Regions from separate parts of the Triticum aestivum genome. Here region 1 is linked to region 2. The links are chromatin contacts, called in public Hi-C maps. All regions are on one chromosome and are shown on one strand. The core of a region is the stretch at or near the end of the contact, and the rest is flanking DNA. Distances in the headings are between cores, read along the strand shown. Region 1 holds the start of LOC123091200 (polygalacturonase). Region 2 holds the start of LOC123091198 (probably inactive leucine-rich repeat receptor-like protein kinase At5g48380).

Region 1 (7,442 bases), core at 1,836-4,335, 320 kb after region 2:
TCAAAGCTGGCTTGCTGCAGTTAAACCCCACCATCCCCTTTGTTGATAATGATGCATATGTAGTTAGATCTGATGTAAGTCTTGCTGGGTACATTTGTACTCACGTTGCTTAATTTATGTTTTTGCAGAGAGACTTCAGTCTCGCTAGTAGTACCGCGTGGACTTCGACGTTTAGCTTGTTACCTCAGCTATGATCTTGTGCCCTCGGCAGGATCTGGTAGATAGTCAGGCTTCTCAGCCTTTTCATTTGTAGATGTCTGTACTCAGACATGTTAAGTTTCCGCTTGTGCTTGACTTGTTTGCTCTGAATGTTGGGTCATGAGACCCATGATTGTAATATCTCGCTCCTCGGAGCCTATTGAATAAAATACTTGAGTTGTAGAGTCATGTTGTGATGCCATGTTGTATTTGCACATATCGAGCATATTGTGTGTATGTTACTGAAATGCTTGGTATGTGTGGGATCTGACTATCTAGTTGTTTATCCTTAGTAGCCTCTCATACCGGGAAATGTCTCCTAGTGTTTCCATAGTAGCTTGCTACTGCTCCGGAACACTTAGGCTGGCCGGCATGTGTCCTTCTTCTATCCTATGTCTGTCCCTTCGGGGAAATGTCACGCGGTGAATTCCGGAGTCCTGTTAGCCAGCTACAGCCCGGTTCACCGAAGTCCTGCTAGCCCAGTGCTACAGCCTGGATTCACTCGCTGATGACCGACACGTTCGATGCTGGGTCATGGATGCCTGTCCCTGTAAGTTTGTGCCACTTTGGGTTCACGACTAGCCATGTCAGCCCAGGCTCCTTATCATATGGATGCTAGCGACACTATCATATACGTGTGCCAAAAGGCGCAAACGGTCCCGGGCAAAGGTAAGGCGACACCCGTGGGAATACCGTGCGTGAGGCCGCAAAGTGATATGAGGTGTTACACGCTATATCGATGTGGCATTGAGTCGGGGTCCTGACACCTCGCCTCAATCCCCTCATCTTCTTGCCCACCCCGTTGCCACACCGTATTTGCCCATCTTGATGCACCGCCTCGTGCTCCTCGTGGATCTTGCTGCCACCGATCCCTTGAAAAAATTCAGGCATACAAGGAAAAGCGTACATGGATGGATGGACCTGCTAGTCTAATCAGCCGGAGTAGACTTCTTGATTTGGCGTGGAACCGAATCCCACTCACGCCACAACAAACCATGACAAGAATTATGGCAAGGAAGGAGTAAGTAGTAAAGTGTAACCAGACAAGATAAAGGTACATATAAATTATAAGTATATAAGGACATACAATTGGATGGGAAAGCAACTCCCCGAAGTTGTATATGTTGTCACACAGTAAAGCAGCAAGTGAGAGGTCAAATGCCAGGTTCTGCAGGTAATTATTGGAAATCGGAAACAACAACCATCAAATCCAATTTTTCATGCCGAAAGAGCAGGCAAGCAACAATACCTGTTTGAGTGGTTCTGAAAGTGACTCCACTGTTGTGTATGCAAGATATAGAAGAGCATTTTTATAAAATTCAGAATAGTCTTGACACACTTTATGGTACTGAGAACATAACTAATAATAGGTCGAAAGTACTGAAGGATCAACATCGCCCATGCTATCCAAAGTGGTTTTACCCTCGTCTACCAGTTTCTTACACTCCTTTTGATTCCCTTTCTCAAGAAGAAAACTTGCAATCTGCATCTTCAAATACAGAATGGGCTCTTCAACCCGTGATTCCTTGGTATCACGCAGTTTTGAAATTACGCCTTCGAGATAGCTTATACCAGCATCTTTATCTGAATACTGGAGTGAAACTACTACTGCGAAGTGAGAAAATTTAAGAAGATTGATCTTGCTCTCAAAATCAGAGATGAAATGAGTATACGGCTGAATCAGAGCATCGCCTGCCTATACAAAAGGAAAAGACCACACAGTGGTGATAAGCCCCGTGACATGGAAAGCAATATCTCGAGAAAGCAACCAAATGTAATGCAAGTATTTCAGAAATCATGATGAAACTTTCAGAACAGAAAATGTGGTACATGTACATCTGTGACATATTACTATATTAGACAACAAAAATATTATGATTATACTTCTTCAGATTTTTGCGCTACTGAACTGAACCAAAAACATGCAGCTACTTGGACATCTCTTCATCATAAGACTCATGATATTTGTAATACATGAGAAAAATGCTCAATATCATCATCAGACGGCCCGTGAATCACAGGTCGCATAACATAACAAAGTGCAGGTCGTAACATATATAATTAACAAATCAAAAGAGTGAATTAAGACGTTGCTCTGAACTGAAGCAAGACAGACCGTTTTGTGCAAGACACCCAAAAGGGACTTGGCAGCAGCGAGTTTATCAGCTAGCTTCAGCCAAAGGGAGTCGCCTTACCCACCTTTTTTTGGAGGCCAAATCGAGCAGAGGAGGCGGCGGGGGAGAACTGGACCAGGCCCCCTAGGAGGCCCTCGAGTTGCCTCCACTTCATCTCCTTCACTCGTTGTCGCCGTAGCCGTCGCCGCATAGGCACTCACTGGAGGAGACCCGCATCGAGGCAGATCATAGATCGAAGCCGCCACCGCCATCTTCTCCTCCCTCCAGGCGACGAAGCTGGTGTGGCTGCATGGGAGAGCAGAGCCAGTTCCTCTCCCGCTGGCTGGCGCTGCTAATGGCGGCGGATTAGATGGGAGAGGAAACGAGGGAGAGGGAGGTCGCGTGAGTGGGCTGCCTTCGTGGTGAGGATAATAGATGGAGGTTAGCGGGGAGGTGTTATCTGGGGTGGATGGTAACTACGCACCAACCAATCACAGGGACAGTATATACATCGACGTGGCACGGCTCAGCGATCGCCCCTTGCGCGACTGTTAAAGGGTTTGATGGCAAGGCTTCACGTCAATGAGCCGCGCTCTCCACGTCAATGGTTGACAATGGCGCGGAGAAGGACCGCCGAATACCAGGCTCTGGATGCACAAGAACAGATGGCCAAATGTAGCAACATGTGCACATGACCCAATCTTACAAGTGATCACTCCATAAACACTGCAAAGGCACGAAACACTCGTCCTGCACGCTCGAAGCTAAACGCCACGTACCTATCAACCATGTTGCTTAACACAACTCCCAACTCCCAAGCTGCCAGCAATCCATCCAATCCACCAACAACCTGCAAAGTTGCAAGTCACGAGCCCGATGCACTGTGGACACACGCATCTCCGGCCACGCGCAGACCCACGAGACGCTACCGCCCGATGCCGCCACGACGGCGCGCCGGCCTTGCTCTCCTCGCCCACCTGTGCGTGTCGCTCGCTTCCGCGGCGTCCTACAGCGTCGTCGACTACGGCGCCGTGGCCGACGGCCGGACGGACTGCGCGGGGGCGTTCCTCCGCGCGTGGGCCGCGGCGTGCGGTGCGGAAGGCGAGGGCCCGTCCGCGGTGGTCGTGCCGGCAGGCGAGTTCTTGGTTTCCAGGGCGAGGTTCAGCGGGCCGTGCCGGAGAGGCGCGGTGGCCGTGAACATCATGGGCACGGTGCTCGCGCCCGTGCCGTACGCCGGCGTGCAGCTCTGGATCGTGTTCCAGAACGTGGACGGGGTGTCCGTCGTCGGCGGCACGCTCGACGGCAGGGGCCAGGCCTACTGGGCGTGCCGGAGAGCCGGCGGCGACTCCTCTTGCCCCGCCGCCACCAGGGTCAGTACGTGCTTTTCTTTCAGAAAAAGAATGAGCCGGGAGATAATCCATAAACCCAAATGATTTGGGGATGCTCCGTCGCAGTCGTTCACGATCTACCGGTCGAGGAACGTGGTGATCCAAGGCCTGACGTCCCTGAACAGCGCGGGCATCCACGTCACCGTCCAGGCGAGCACCGGCGTGGCGATAGTGGACACGGTGGTGTCGGCGCCGGGGAACAGCCCCAACACGGACGGCATCCACGTCAAGCAGTCAAGCGGCGTCACCATCCGGAACGCTGTCATCGGCACCGGCGACGACTGCATCTCCATGGTCGAGGGCTCGTCGGACGTGTGGATTCAGGGCGTCACTTGCGGCCCGGGGCACGGCATCAGGCGAGTGACGAGGCCCAACCCTGTCCATCCACTGCTGATAAGTGTCTAATAATCTCTTCCGTGTGCTGTGCCATTGCCAGTATTGGGAGCCTGGGAGACACGCCGGAGCAGGTGGCCGTGCGGAACATCACCGTGAAGGCCGTGACGCTCGCCGGGACGACCAACGGGCTGCGGATCAAGTCGTGGGCGAAGGCCAACAGCGGGCTCGTCGACGGCGTCGCTTTCTCGGACGTGGTCATGAGGGACGTCCGGAACCCGATCATCGTCGACCAGAACTACTGCCCCGGCAACATCAGCTGCCCCACCGAGGTGTCGTACCCGTCCATCATCACACTCTTGTCAACACTGTATTTTCAGGGAGCTCTGCTGAGTGCCGACACGGTGTGCTATATTACTTTCAGGGTTCGGGAATCAAGATCACCAACGTGTCATACACGAACGTCGAGGGGACGTCGGCCACGCCGGTGGCGGTGCGGTTCGACTGCAGCCCGAGCCGGCCGTGCACCGGAATCACCACGCGTAACGTTTGGCTGGGGTACGGGGAAAGGCGGCGAGCGGCCGAGTCCCTCTGCAGGAACGCGCATGGGGTCGCGCATGGGCAGGTTGTTCCGCCGAGTTGCCTGGCCGACTGGGAAATGTTTTTGTACAAGTGAGATGACGAATTAAAATACAGTATTATTGTTGGATACAATACGCTATGTACTTTCTCAGGTCCTTTTTACTCCGCGTAAGATTTGTGTCAACTCAAACTCAACAAACTTTGACCAAATTTATATTAAAAAATACCAATATCTACAATACCAAATATATATACTATGAAACTACATTTCATACTGAATTTATAAATATTGATTTGGTATTGTAAATGTTGATAATTTTTTTTATAAGTGTGGTCAAAGTAGAGATACTTTGACTTCAAATAAAACTTATATGCAGACTAAAAAGGACCGGAGGGAGTACTTATGAACATGGCGCTGTCGGCAAATTTTGAAGTAAAATACACAAACGGGATTGCTAAATCTAAGTTAACTGAGACTTTAACGAAACCTCAGTCCGTGAGATCTTACGTAGAGACCCGTCCCCCGCGTCGCCCTCCCTGGCGGCGACGGGGGAACCCAGATCCAACCGCCCTTCACCCTTCCTGATAGAGGCGGGGTGTCCCAATCTTTCGATGAGATGATAACTATCGATTTGGTAGAGATGACTTTGACGATCTGACTACAAACGTGCACGACGTTGCGCCTTACCAATCGCTAAACCAACTTCGAGAGGTTATTGACCACGCCGGAGCACGATCAACCTGACCACGAAGGTCTATTCCTGCAAGCAATCGAAGAACAAGCAAGAATATAATAAAGCAATCTGAATATTGCGAATATATATGAAGTATTAATAAAGGTGGGGATCCGTAAGCGGTCTTGGTCTGGTCGTTGGACACAAACGAAGTACACGAAGTTGCAATGGCTAACTTTTAACTAAACAAATCCCAAGGAAAAAGCTACTAGATGGATCTACTTATATAGGAGGAAGGGGTGGCGGCCAAAAAGGTGGGAGAACGTCCCAAGGCATCCTAAAACCAACCCTAGGTCGTACAAGGCTCATGGGCCCAAGTGGAGGTGATGCAACACCTTTGGACTTGTTGTTTAACTCGGATTCTGCTGCAGTGTCTGATTGTTTCGTCGATATCTCAATGCTTCGGACGAATTTGAAGGTGAACCCAGTTGGGCTGGAAAGAGCACAAAATCTAGATTCCAACAAAAAAAGAATCACCCAATTTGGAGTCCGTATGAAAAAGTTGTTGGCGTTTTGAGTCAGGTATGTCTGTGCAGTCCGAATCTGAATCCAGAACGTGAGAGACTTGGACTCTATCTTCTCTTGGCTCAAAAGTGACGTGAGAGAACTTTTTGAACAACACTTAAACATCTCTTTCTCCCTTATCTTCATATGTGAATTGTACAAATGTCCCATACACCTGCAATTAGACAAAACACAAAAGTGTGTGAAGTATTTTTGTTCTGGATAATATAAATAGATTATTGAATAGTTTACACTAGAAATCACCTGACAAATATGCATGTATGCAATATTTTTGGTCATATCCAAGGTAGTCATGTCCTCATCATCCTCCCCTTTTTGAGAATAAAGCCGTCCTCGACGTTGCTTAATCTGAAATGTGGTTAACAAAAGAGACAAGGTATACATGTTATATATGTATATGTCATCCATTTTTACTTCCCTTGATTTTGGCACATATGACACATGTATACATGAGTAACTTTCATAGATCATAAAATATAAAGCCAAAATATTATCATAAGTAGAAGGCATGAAAATATTGCAACTCAGTTTGCACATATAAGTGAAGCTCTTATTCCTATCAAAAGATTGACAGTATTCATCATTAAACCATCCCAACATTGGTGAATAAACCTTACTTGCATCAAATTTACATGCTACAACATGCTTAAATAAGCAAACATGCAACAAGTCATTGGACACAGAATCATCACCAAATTTAGAGGTCATATCAAAATGATTAAACATTGATTCTTTTGCATCTATAGTTAATTCAATGGGTGCACTCAAAATTGTTGGTATTTCAGTTGTTTGATCACATGGCAAAGTCAAATTATCAACATAGTCCTCTAAAATAGGTGGTGTGATCAAAGTAGTGGGTAGCTCAACACATGATGTATTCAAGTTAACTAGGCATGCATCATTCTCATGTGAAAGTGGAAAATCTGTACCTTTGTCATTACCTCTTATAGTCAACTCAGATGATGTAGGCACTCTCGATGGTGATGTTTCACATGGTGGAGATGATGTAGTCCTCGCAACAACAGATGCAGTTGTCATAGTACTCCTAGTAGTTGAATAAACATTTGTATCAACAGTTAGAATGTGCACCGTGCGCTTGTTCTCCTTGTGGGAAACACGTCGTTTTATTTTTTGTTCAGCTTTGCAAGCAAGACGAAACAAATGATCCATAGGATAGCACTCTTCATGAATTAGTATCTCCTAAATATTATAGTTTAATCCTCCCCAAAATCTATCCATAAAATCTTCTTCACTTTCTTCTAAAAATGTGTGCAACAAGGTAGTTTGTAAATCATCATAATATTTTGTTACGGTGTCACTACCTTGTTTTAAATGTTCCAGTTTTTTAATCATGTCACGAGTATAATAAACATCGATGAATCTATCTCTCATGACATGTTTTAAATCATCCCAAGTATTAGGTACATAATCAGGGTGTAACCGACAATATTCACTCCACCAAACTAGAGCATAACCAGTGAAAGAACCAACCGCAACCGTAACTTTTTTATGTTCATCAAAATTATGGGAAGCAAATATATTATTTATGTCTAACTCCCATTCAATAT
Region 2 (6,509 bases), core at 2,448-4,947:
CCAATTTGCTACTTCCTCCGTTCACCAATATAAGATGTTTTGGATATTACAATATAGACTACATACAGACTGAAATGACTGAACAAACACAGTAAAACATGTATATACACATCCGATTCAGATAAAAGAAGTTAGTGAACAGAGGGAGTAACATTTAAGTTTATAGGCTAATTGTTTCAGGCTGCATGTGTCTTCCTCAAAAATGAAGAAAATATGTGTCCAATCATGCTATCTCCAAGGGCCATAAGGAATTTTTTTTTTTTGCTAAAGAGCACATCAAACTGAGCACTGCAAACTACGTACTTCTACAAAAACGTGAGGTGGTCCGTCTCACACACCAGTTACATAATCCCAAAGATGCACTACAGACTGAGCAAGTACAGAAACGTGAACATCACAAGTCATACACATCTTACAACAACATGCTATTTCCAGGACCATGAGCATTGATTGAGCTTCCGATAGTTTCGCTACTGAAGGAGTCCAGATAGTACATTACTATCATATCAACCTGATCATTCACAAGATACAACAAACACCGAGCATCAATGTACCATACAGACCCGTCTATTTCGCCACAATAAGCTCATCCAGCTTCTTAGAGTCTGCATCCTGCGGTCGGAGCGCCAGTTCATCATCAGCAGCGCTAAAATGGTATTTCTCCCCAACAGCTCTCAGAAGCTGGTACACCTCAAACATTGTAGGTCTTTCCTTTGGAGCAGAAAGCACGCAGGAACAGGCGACCTTCAGAACTTGAAGCAGCTCGGCGTCATTGTTCTTTCCGATCAGGGACTTGTCCACCGCATCTTGAAGTATGGAGTTGTTTGATAGGTATGTTATCCAATCTACCAAACTCCCTTTGAAATTTTCTGGGGCCTTTGATACACGTGTGGGCTCTTCACCGGTGACCATTTCAAGTAAGACTACACCAAAACTATAGACATCCCCTTTTGGCGTGGCAACAAGGGTGTGCGTGTACTCAGGAGCTACATAACCCAAGTCGCCGAACTCGCCATTGACGAATGTGCTCAGGTGGGTGTCAATTGGATTCATAAGCCTTGCCAACCCAAAATCAGAAATCTTAGGCTCATAGTCATCATCAAGTAGTATGCACTTGGAGCTAATATTGCGGTGAAGAATTCGGGGGTTGCAACTGTGATGAAGCCACGCCAACCCTCTGCCAGCCCCAATGGCAATTTTTAGCCTCATTGGCCATTCCAGAGCCTCTCTATCACTGCCTTCATGGTGTAGTTGATCATAGAGTGAACCCTTGGGCATGTACTTGTACACCAAGAGCCTCTCTTTCTTAGCAATACAATAACCTAACAGTGGAACTAAGTTGCGTTGCCTAGCGCTTCCCAATGTTGACATCTCGGATGTGAATTGGCTCTCTGAATGCTGAGTTTCTTGCAGCCTCTTGATAGCAAGGAATGAACCATCAGGAAGTGTAGCTTTGTACATAGTTCCGGAATGAACAGTTCCAATAATGTTTTCCTTGGTAAAATCGCCTGTTGCCGTCATCAGATCATTCAATTTCATCTTTGAAACTGATTTCTCAAACATTGATACCTGTAATGAGAATTTACAGAAACACATGTGACAATAGCCAACCAAAAGTTTGTATGCCTAAGCTGATAAGTCATGTTTTCGATACGTCTGGTGCTTAAAATAAATGGCTGACAGCTATACTTCTAGTTAAATACTACTCCTATGATACAGGTTATTCTTCAAGGCAAAAGATATATGTATAAGAATATTCTGCTTTTGTATTTTGCAAAAACGTTAATCTGATTAGAATAGATACTGATAATTTGGTATCTCCAGTTCTGAATCTTCACAAAGATGAAACATCTTTTTCTGGGGCAAGACGCGACAGATTTTGTCAGTTAGAAACAAAGGACGGCTAACATTTTTTTAATATAAATACAAAACTAGATAGCATCTCAGGATCAGGGGAGGTTGGGGGGGGGGGGGGGCATACCTTCACTCCTTTTGCTCCCTTGATAGACTTCGCCCACTTATTTTCTTCCAGGTCCTTTTCCTTCTTTGTGGCAGGCATTTTCCGCAAGAAAATGAATAAAATCACACCAACAATGATTAAAGTGATGACTGCACCAGCAACAGCAGAACCAGCAATCACCCCTGTACGACTGCTTGAAGAGGCAGTGCAATCACCGCTAAGAGGTTTCCCACAGAGGTCTTGATTTGCGAAATTGGATGATGAGAATTTGCTTAGAGATGATGGGATCTGGCCTGATAATTTATTGTTAGCAACATTGAACTCGGTTAAGCGAGAAAGACCAGCAAACTGCCCTGGGATTGCTCCAGTCAACTTGTTATTCTGTAAACTGACAACATTCAGATAAGTGCAGTTAGCTAGCGATTCTGGAATCTCCCCAGAGAAGCTATTATACGAGAGATCAAGGTTTGTGATGTATGGAAGCCGTTTTGAGATGTCAACCGGGATTGGCCCGGAAAGGCTGTTGCTTGACAGATCCAGCGAAGTCATGCTACTACAGTTCTCGAGTCCATCAGGGAATTGGCCCTTAAGATCCATGCTGCTAAGCCGAAGAGAAAGAATCCGGTTTTCATTAGGATGCCAACACTCCACGCCGTTAAAACTGCATATGGATCCTTCTTTGTTGTCATCAAATGTCCAATGCAGCTTGTTGTTCGGATCAACTGATGCCTTCAACCTCTTCAGACATTGGATGTCAGTCACTGTGCTATAGCATGGCTGACAGAGCATAAGGCAGAGAAGGATTTGGACCAGAGCAGCATAGAAACACCGAATGGCCATCCTAGCGTGCTGTCTACTTCAACGTCCAGAGTTTATCATGAAGCTTTCTCAGTGCCTAAAAGGAAACATGCGACAAACAATGAAAATCTTGGCAAGATATATGTAAACCAAACATGTAGTAGTGATCTAAACGCTCTTATATTTCTTTACGGAGGGAGTAAATCCCAACAGAGCATACTGATTTTAGCAATGCACAAGCATTAAACTATAACCAAAAAAGATAACTAATGAGCCCTGGCACTAATGTATCCGAATGAGCACATCATAATTAATACTTGCCCTACTTAATTAAGATGCACACTGCATGGAGATCAGTGGATGGCAAAACTGAATAAAAGGAATCTGGATCAAAACAACGCGTTGGCAAACCAAATTTGCCGCTCACGGATCCATATAACGGACAGAAGCCGAGGACTGCAGCGAGACTCGGATTTGGTTGCCCGCGGCACAGAACATGCAAACAAATCAGGGAAAGTGAAATCGGTGCGGGGGCGTTTGGCCGGTGGCAGCAAAGCAGAGGATGGAAGCTGAGTTGCTGGCAGTGGCCGGAAACGGTGAGAGCGCGGATGAAGGTTACCTCGGCGTCCCGCCGTAACTAGCGTCGCGGCCGCCAACCGATCCCGTGTCGCGAGCTCGCCGTCGCGACCAGCCCAGCAGAGCCGAGCCGATCGTCGATCTCGCTGCAGCCTCGCCCTCGTTGCCAGCCAGCCGGCCGTCACGCTGACCGGTCAAGCAGGGGCGGTGGAGCTCTCCGTGGATCCCGGCGCCTCCCGGTCGCGGTCGGCGAGCGTGTTTGGGGGTCGGAGTCGGAGTGGGGCGGTGGCGTGGTTCGAGGTTTCGGGGCTGGAGCCGGAGCGTGGACTGGACTATGCTGACGGGAGTGTTTTTTTTTTTGAGGGAGCCTGAGACTGGGGCCCACTGGTCGGTCGCTGGATTTGGACCACCTATGCTGGTCAACTAAACGGTGAGCGGAAGGAGAACGAGGAAATTTCACAGCTTGGAGCATCTCCAAGAGCCGCGCAAAATGAGCGTCGCGCTACAAATTTGGCCTTTTTAGCGCGCGCAAGCGGTAGAGTGGCTCCAGCGGACGCGCAATAAACATGAGCACGGCATATAGAGTTGGGCATGCGGTTCGAATCGCCATCGCGTGCTGTGTATTTGATGCGCCCGCTTTCGCGTGTGGCACACTCGAGCGCTCGCGCCGCACTCTCTCCGCCGTGCCACCTTCGCCCCGCATGCGCAGTCGCCGGCGAACTGGCCCGATGGACGCCCCCGCTGGCACCCCCCACCCCTTCCTACAGCCGCGACCACTCCGCCGTCGCCACCGCCGCCGCAAACCCTAGCGCGGTGAGCTTTGGCTTTGCCCCCGCCGGAGTTCCTCCGAGCACTGGCATCGCACGCGGCCTCTTCATGCCGCCGCAAATGACCTCGGTGGCGGGTGGCGTCGCGCAGGCGCCCGCCGTACCACATGCCCCCTCTCGAAGTTGCCAAATGCGGCGCGACCGAAGAAGGGCAAGGTTTCCGCGAAGAAGAACAAGGCGACAGACGGCTCCGGCTCCTCCAAGCAGTCGAGGAAGAAGCTTGCAGGGCGTACGACGGGCGCGGCGGCTACCGAAGCGCCGGCGAGCTCACTCGTTGAACCGGCGGCCGACGCGCACAATGTGTTGAAATGCCCGAAAGGTATAAAATTTCGCCAACTTTTTTGTTGTTGTTATTTTTTGAATGCATACATATAGATAGCTTATTTTCATTGTTCTACATACTTTGTAGTGTCAACGATGATGCATACATGTCAACTATGGGTGTTGGCTCCAACAATTCGCATTGGTCTCAAACCAATGACATGCAGTTTGAAGACCATGAGTTCGAGGTGGACGAGGATGGTGAGGGCATTGTCGACGCACCGAAAGGAAGAGGAGGCAACTACACCAACGACGAAGACGTCGTGCTATGCAAAACTTGGTTGGACGTGTCGAGGGATCCATCCGTTGGAGGTGATCAAAGTAGAGATGCTTATTGGCTCCGGATGAAAGAACACTTTGATCTACGCAACGTGAGTGGAATTGACCGCTCCGCATGATCTCTTCGCTCCCAGTGGTCGACAATCAACAAGGATTGTCAACAATGGGCGGCCGCACAAAAGGCGGTTGACAAGTTGAACCCAAGTGGCACCAATGATGAAGATAGGGTAAGTGCCATTTCATCATTCATGTTCATCATGCTTGTTGTTGGTGTTTCTTGTGCTAACTTGTTTTGTTTTCATGTAGTTAAATATTGCACAAAACTTGTTCAAAGGAGAGGAGAAGAGGACCAAGAAGGGGAAGATCAGGAAAGGAAGACCATTTGCTATGAAGTACTGAAGGATGATGAGAAATGGAAGAAGCGTGAAGATATTGATGATTTGGATTTGAGCAAAAAAACGCAAGCGAATAATTGATTTGGAAGATGAGGAGGAGAATGCATCAAGTGATGATGGCAAGAGAAGCCCCACACCAACCTCGGTTTCATACTCGAAGCCAAAACGACCGGATGGCACCAAGAAAGATGCAAAAGAAAAGAAGAGGAAAGGAGATGATGAGCTCAAAAATGCTATCCAAGCAATTGTCAACGCAAGAAAAGAAGCTAATGAGGTGAGGAAGATGGCAAGGAACCAAGATGCCGCGATCGAGGAGAGGAGGGTGGCAGCCGAGGAGGGGAAAGTGGCATTGGAGGAGAGGAAGGTGGGCATGGAGGAGCGATCTAAATTGTTGGAATGGGAGAAGCACTTGTTCTTCTTGGACACATCTATGTTCAATGATGCGCAAAAGGAGTATGTCAATCTTGCTCGTGAAGAAGCCTTGATCCAAAAAAGATCCATGATTCGCGCAATGGGTGGCGGTGGCCTTGGCGGCATGGGAGGCATGTGTGGCATGGGTGCCATGGGTGGCTTTGGAGCTAGCATGGGCTCCATGGGTGCCATGGGTGGCTTTGGAGCTACCATGGAGATCATGGGAGGCATGGGTGGCTTCAGAGCACCTCCTGGCGGCATGGCCGGCATGGGTGGCATGAGTTTTGCGTCTCTGATTGGAGGCATGGGTGCACCTCCGGGCACCGATGTGCCACCTTCGCATGAAGATGCCGTTGAAGATCTTGCCAACGCCTTCCAAGCTTCATGTGATGAGGATGCGGCGCGCAACAATGAAGAGGAGGAGGAAGAATCGTCTTCGGAGGAGTCGGATGAATCGGAGGAAGATGAGGATGAAGACAAGGACGAGGCTTGATTGTTATGCCTTTCTTTTGTGTCATGAACTTGGTTTGTATTTTGAACTTGGTTGAATGATGTTGTGGGCATGAATTTGAACTTGTGGGCATGAACTTTTGGTCATCAACTTGTTTGTGATTTAAATTATATGCCATATCTTTGTTTTGTGATGTGTGAAATTTATTTTGTGTCCAAAATGCAATAAATATGACATGCACCGGCTGCTCGCGCGTGCTGCATTTTAGCGCGGCCGATGTAGCCAGCGCTGCGCCAAACCTGGCGATGGGCGCGCCACAAACCAGTTTTTAGCGCACCGCGCGTTAGGCGGCTATCGGAGATGCTCTTAGAACATCACTAGCAGCCCAGTATAAAGCCGTGACCCACAAATAACTACCAAAATACGGATCGACGCGGAAAATCCTGCCCGACCAGACCTTGCGAACGCATCCGGCTTGTAAATTTTTTTGA

The links. Hi-C and Micro-C count contacts between places; a contact is called where the count stands out from the background.
Region 1: a contact with region 2 is called in a Hi-C map of leaf, with 4 times the contacts expected there. The contact joins the promoter of LOC123091200 here to the promoter of LOC123091198 in region 2. A contact is called at or near these places in 2 of 5 Hi-C or Micro-C datasets (both in leaf).

What each region holds. Positions count from the first base shown.
Region 1 is chr4B:89,450,175-89,457,616 of IWGSC CS RefSeq v2.1, forward strand. LOC123091200 (polygalacturonase) reads left to right here and starts at 3,086. Exons shown (of 4, transcript XM_044512631.1): 1 at 3,086-3,682; 2 at 3,767-4,056; 3 at 4,137-4,365; 4 at 4,458-4,780. The coding sequence starts at 3,101. The coding sequence ends at 4,709. It overlaps LOC123091201 (26S proteasome non-ATPase regulatory subunit 13 homolog B), which reads right to left and starts at 2,983. Exons shown (of 2, transcript XM_044512632.1): 1 at 2,398-2,983; 2 at 1,494-1,894. The coding sequence starts at 2,523. The coding sequence ends at 1,559.
Region 2 is chr4B:89,133,254-89,139,762 of IWGSC CS RefSeq v2.1, forward strand. LOC123091198 (probably inactive leucine-rich repeat receptor-like protein kinase At5g48380) reads right to left here and starts at 3,698. Exons shown (of 3, transcript XM_044512630.1): 1 at 3,378-3,698; 2 at 1,982-2,855; 3 at 132-1,569. The coding sequence starts at 2,800. The coding sequence ends at 568.